Linked DNA regions of Mus musculus: region 1 is linked to region 2. Evidence: chromatin contacts called from public HiChIP or PLAC-seq data. All regions are on one chromosome and are shown on one strand. The core of a region is the stretch at or near the end of the contact, and the rest is flanking DNA. Distances in the headings are between cores, read along the strand shown. Region 1 has its middle 76 kb from the start of Gm34130. Region 2 has its middle 7.9 kb from the start of Gm39725.

Evidence for each region. HiChIP or PLAC-seq counts read pairs in DNA pulled down with a chosen protein or histone mark.
Region 1: an H3K27ac HiChIP or PLAC-seq map of T-cell acute lymphoblastic leukemia shows a contact between it and region 2, with 3 times the contacts expected there. The contact joins two enhancer-like sites. A contact is called at or near these places in 2 of 115 datasets of contacts at active chromatin or transcription factors (T-cell acute lymphoblastic leukemia and embryonic stem cells) and 1 of 9 other capture datasets (liver).

What each region holds. Positions count from the first base shown.
Region 1 is chr1:183,860,291-183,862,990 of GRCm38.p6, reverse strand. No RefSeq gene overlaps it. Among named protein-coding and RNA genes, the nearest start is that of Gm34130, 76 kb to the left of the region's middle. Within about 2 kb of position 1,385, at least 5 of the 459 cell types and tissues checked have an H3K27ac peak or open chromatin away from gene starts, as enhancers often do. A contact at or near this core is called in T-cell acute lymphoblastic leukemia, where this site is marked.
Region 2 is chr1:184,004,076-184,006,775 of GRCm38.p6, reverse strand. No RefSeq gene overlaps it. Among named protein-coding and RNA genes, the nearest start is that of Gm39725, 7.9 kb to the left of the region's middle. Within about 2 kb of position 1,300, at least 90 of the 459 cell types and tissues checked have an H3K27ac peak or open chromatin away from gene starts, as enhancers often do. A contact at or near this core is called in T-cell acute lymphoblastic leukemia, where this site is marked.

The DNA of each region.
Region 1 (2,700 bases), core at 136-2,635, 140 kb after region 2:
TCACTGCTTCAAGTGGAGACAACATGGAGACTTAGCTAGGGTGGAGTCACCTAAGCTCATACTTGCTTCTATTAATTCTTGTAGGGTCCGAACCAGTTCACCTTCCCCTCAGCCTGAGCTCACTTCTACCCTCCTCTCTGCTCACCCACAGAGCAGCACCTAATAAATGTCTTGACATCCAGGCTCCATCCCAGAGCTGACCTACATATATGGACAATCTGCTGATCTAAAATTAGTCTCAAACAGTGAACTCTTTATTTCCATGAGTTGATACCAATATTCATTTCTGAGCAAAACATGACCTAAATCAGTGGGAAGCTGCTCACAGCTGTTACATCCTCTGCTTTTTGCTGCATGAATTTTCTCACACATGATGATAGCATGCTGGAGGAGGGCAGACCACTAGCACCTGGAGTCTAAGTCTGAGAAGTTCTTGTTTAGGATAGGATTGAGATCACTCACTAAAGATCTAATTTTTGAGTTCTGAAATACATCTAGCCCCCGAAATTAAAGACAAAAGATAGAGAGACTATCTTATATAAAGTGTATTTCAAATTCTCCTCTGTGCATTTACTGTTTCAGTATTTCCATTAGACAACTTGAAGTCTCAGCAATTCAGGTCTCCTTCAGAACTGTTCTTCTCTTATAAAAGAGTGTTTCTTATTTCTGTCCACTTATTCTGTGAAATGAGCCTCGAGATCATGTTGCCCAATTATCCCCTCCTGACATTTCCATCGAAACAGCACTTAGCATAAAATGAATGTGGGAAGAATTAATATCCCCGGAATATTTCTATATCCTCATCTGAGGACACGAAAATCACAGTCTCTGGTTTGTGTTTGCTGTAAGGTTTAATAATTTGAAATTTCTTCAGATCACCTCCACATATATTTCATTAGCTGTGCCAATGATATTTTGACTTTTATTTTGAAAGAAACCAAAAAGCCCTTTCCCCCATTAATTCTCCTAATTGACTATTACTTACTCTCAGAAAAAGTAATCCCATACAGCTTTTATGTTCACTGCCTCTTCCGAAACCACATGAGCTCTCATTCCAGCTTCTCAGTTGGATGTTCCTCTGTATTTAATTATGTCATCTGCAAATAATGATAATTTCATTCTCTCTTAAAATATTCATGCATCCTCTCTCCATCTCTTAGCCTATTGTGATGGACAGGACGTTCATAAGGAAGTGAGGCTATGATGGCAGAGGCAGGAATCTTGGTCGAGTTCCTGTTTTTAATTGGGATTGTCTCTGGTGCTCCGCCATTAAGCATTTGGCCAGCTGATGTTTTATGACACTTCAAATCATCTGCAGAAAGACTCTGTTCTTAGTTTCCTGAGGCTCTCTTTCTCATCTGTAAGTAATATGTTGTGTTGTGTCCTACTTTTTTGACATCTGATGAAATTACCATATGTTTGTCTCTTTTGAAGCACTGCTGTGTTGAACTATAGTAATAGGAAGCTATTCTTGAATTTTAAGATAGTCTATTTCCTGACAGCAAGTATCATTGATTCCTTTGTGGTGTGTGTGTGTGTGTGGGGGGTGTGCATACATGTTCAGGCATGTGCAGATGGACATGCATGTGTATGTTCATGAAAGAGGAAGGCGCAGAGATTAAAGCCATATACTGCCTTCTGCCCATCTTCATCTCACTTTTGTGGCCAAAATCTCACATGGGCTTGGAGCTCCTGACTGGCTGAGCCATCTGGTCAACCAGCTCGGGAATCTTCCTGCCTCCATTCCTAAGGCAGGTGCCACCACATCTGGCTTTCTACTGTGGGTGATAGGAATCTAAACTCAGGCAGTCATACTTGCAGGGCAAGCACCTTCCTGACTTGCTGATTCTTTGTGGAAGTTTAGATGTTTCACACCACACCCACCACTGAGACCAATCTGTACAGCAAATGTTCTCTATGGTGAGACAATGTAACAATTTACAAATAGTGCTGACATAGCTAAGGGCCTGTGGCAGAAAGAAGAGGAAAATGAATTTGCTTAGTAAGTGATTTCACTTTTCCTATAGAAAAAACGTATCCCACAGTTAAAAGACAAATAGAAATGTGTTTAAAAATAGCTGACAGAGAGCCAATTCTATATTTTACAAAAGAAATGCAATCCATAATGAAATAATCAGTAGCTATAAACTGAAAAAATACAAATGGACAATATAATTTGAAATAATGCCAAACCCTTTTGAAAATTAGAGGAATGTAATTCACAACAATATTAAATGTTCTTTTATGCATCAGAAAATAGCAAAATTCCAATATTAACATGAGACTTACTTCTGGCAAGGGAGTGAGAAGATGGACACTTACACTCCTTTTTGGTTCTTTTTTTAAGAGAAGGATGTGATGACAGCCATCAAAGGAAAGTTTAGAAATACAGCACATAAATTAAAAGAATCCAGAAATTCTGCTGCAAAGGCTTTATCTTAGGGGTTAATTCATAAAACAGATGAAGAAAGACAAAAATAAACCAAACCAGCTAACTCCCATAGAAGTTGAATTACTGGAGACATCTCATTGGTTGGGGTGATATATCATAATTATGAACAGACAGGGATCTGTGTGAACTGATATGAAAATTTTTAGATACAGACCACTGAAAAAGAGAAAAGAAAATTATAGACATATATAGATGCATATATGGGGTATAATATATGTAATATAATATATTATATAATTAATAATGCA
Region 2 (2,700 bases), core at 51-2,550:
CACACAGCCACCCCTGCAAAATGTCCACGAATTTTTACCATAGGGACTTCGCAGCATTGAATGAGGCGTTCAGAGATCATTCCTGCTTCAAAATTCTGCACAAAATCTCAGCAGGATGATGGCCAAGAGCACGTGTCGAGAACATATCACTATGGTTTGGTTGGCCTTGAAATTATCAGTGTCTTCTGAGCTTATGAGCAGTAAGCTTTGGGAAGGAGAGCCACATGGAGGGCCTCACTCCAGAGCCTCCCAAGACATCCCCTGGGACCCTCTGAAGCAATGCTTTTTTAAAACAACAGATACAATTGGAGGGTAAGTTGGCATGCTCATTGCAATTTGCCATAGTGGGGGACAAAGAAATGGAGGAGGAATATAAAGATCCCTTTAATAGAGGGAACACTGCTACCTTCCCTCCCCCACCCCTGCCAGTTTTGATGTGCTCAGCAGGAGCTGTGCAGTTGCAGGCTGTGGTGGAGTGTACACTGGAGTGTGAACAGGGCCACAAGGCACTTGACATTTGATTCTGAGTTCAGTGGAAACCAATGTGGTCACCTTGGGTTTCTTCCTAACTCCTTTAAAACTAGAACCTGATATGTTCTCTTAAGCATGGACCTTGGAATAGGCTGGCATAAATAAGCCCAGAAAGAGAGACCTGGGGGAAGACTAAATCTTGGAAGTGAGGGAGAACAAGGTAGAAAGAAAGACTGAGAAGAGAGGAAGAGAAATCATGATTCCTCCTACATTGGAGGAGGAGGAAGCAGAAGTGCTGTGGGACTGAATATGTGGCCTGTGTGTTCCCTGAGGTGCCTCAATTTGGCTTCCAGGGGACAGAAAGGAGCACTATCACCACAAAGCCCAGGAAGGGAGGTGAGACCAGACTCGTGGGAGGAGGGGATCTACCTGCTTCCTGTCCCAGGCTCTTCTGGTAACGTGAGCGAGTGTTGTGGTTTGCTAGCTGTTCTTGCTAACACCATGCCCTGCCTTGCAGGATGTGTGTGTGGTAAACATACCATCTGGATTAGAGAAATAGTTAGTCCCGGGGAGAGACTAAACATAGCAGGACGTCCATAAAGCTCTTAAATCTGACCACTTTGGGCCACCAAGAGGAGACCCAGAGGTTATACAAGCGAATTATTAAGTCTGGCTGAGAGGCCAGACACAGAGATGTTTCCATTTAGCCTTCTGAACATGCCCACAGCACAGGAAACTGATTCTCAGGTCACCCCAAGGTGCTGCTACCCTAAGTAACCATTGGGCCTTTGTGTTATATGGCTGACACCACTGGGGCATACACCTGTCTCCTGCCCTGAGCATTGGCAGAAACCTGGCTAGACAGTGTTTTCTTTCTATAACTTCATGTCTACCAAGAGAAGCTCATCTGAAGACTAGAAACCTTCTGCACAGTAACACTGTGGTGAGGAAAAAGTGTACTTCAGAGTTTGGGTTCAAATCTCAGTTCCAGTAGGAAGGACTTGGGTGGGTGACTGGCTCCTGGAGGGCTTGCTTTTTCCATTGTATCTCCATGATGAGTGGCTGAGTACTTCTAAAAGGCAATACATTTGTCCTAGTAGGCTTCTTGAGGAGCTAAATCTTCCTACATTCCCTTTATGAAATGATTTTCACAGGCAACTGAACCAGAAGGAGGCCACAATGCCCAATATCTATGAGTAGAAAAGGTGATCTGGGAGGGTTCTCCCTTTTCACCCCTTCCTGAATGGTGGGCAAGACATCTTAGTAAACAACACTGGACCCCCATTTTCTCCCAAATCATGTGACTTGAAAATACTCTGCAGGGGCTGTAGTGGTACATATATTCCTGGTGACCTGCCAGCCTCTTCAGAGCTCTAACTGAGGAACCCGACTGTGGTCGTGAACTCTCTCACTCAGGAACTTGGACTGGAAAGGATTTTGGATAAGAGATCCCGAGGGTCTCATTGATCCCTCATTGTGCATGTAACGGTAAGTGAGGTACGAATGACAGGCAAATTGAGGGTGTGGTTGAGTGAAGCCAAATTGTGTCTCAGTCTTGTCTATGACTGACTTCAACAGCACAGCCTAGCATTGAGCCATCCATGGCCTTTTTGCCTCAATGCATTTGCCCCAGTTTTCTGTGGAGAAACACTGAAATGGAGCTGCATGGTGTCACCTGGCCACTGCCCAGTTGCACACTGCCCTGCCTATCACACTTGCACAGTTTCAGAGCTCAGCCCCTAGGGATAGGAGGAGGAGGGGTGGGAGGGGCAAAGTGATCAAGAAAGGCCTCCAGACCAGTGCCACATTGAGCAGTGTTAACACAAGCTCCACCATCAGCTGCCAAGACGGAGGCAATCAACATGATTAATCACCCTCATAGCCATCTGGTGAAAGGATTTGAGAAATGCCACGTCATCATTAGCTCTCTGACTGGCCATCACAGATTCACTGGAAAATGTCAACCTGAAAGGCAAGCTTCATCCAAAGCCAACATATTGCTGAAAAAAATAATGGATTTCATACTGATATCCTCTCTTCTAGGCTCTTTCTCTCCCCATTGACAAAATGTTTTCTTGAGCTGGCTTGAATCTATAGCTAAATAAGAGCCAAGCAAGAGCAATTGGTTGCAGTGAATGTCCCTGGGGAAGAGGCAGAGATGGCAGAGACTGTGGCGAGTGCTCACATGTCTCTCTCATTTCTAGCAGTTACCCTTTTGTGTCTGCTGTG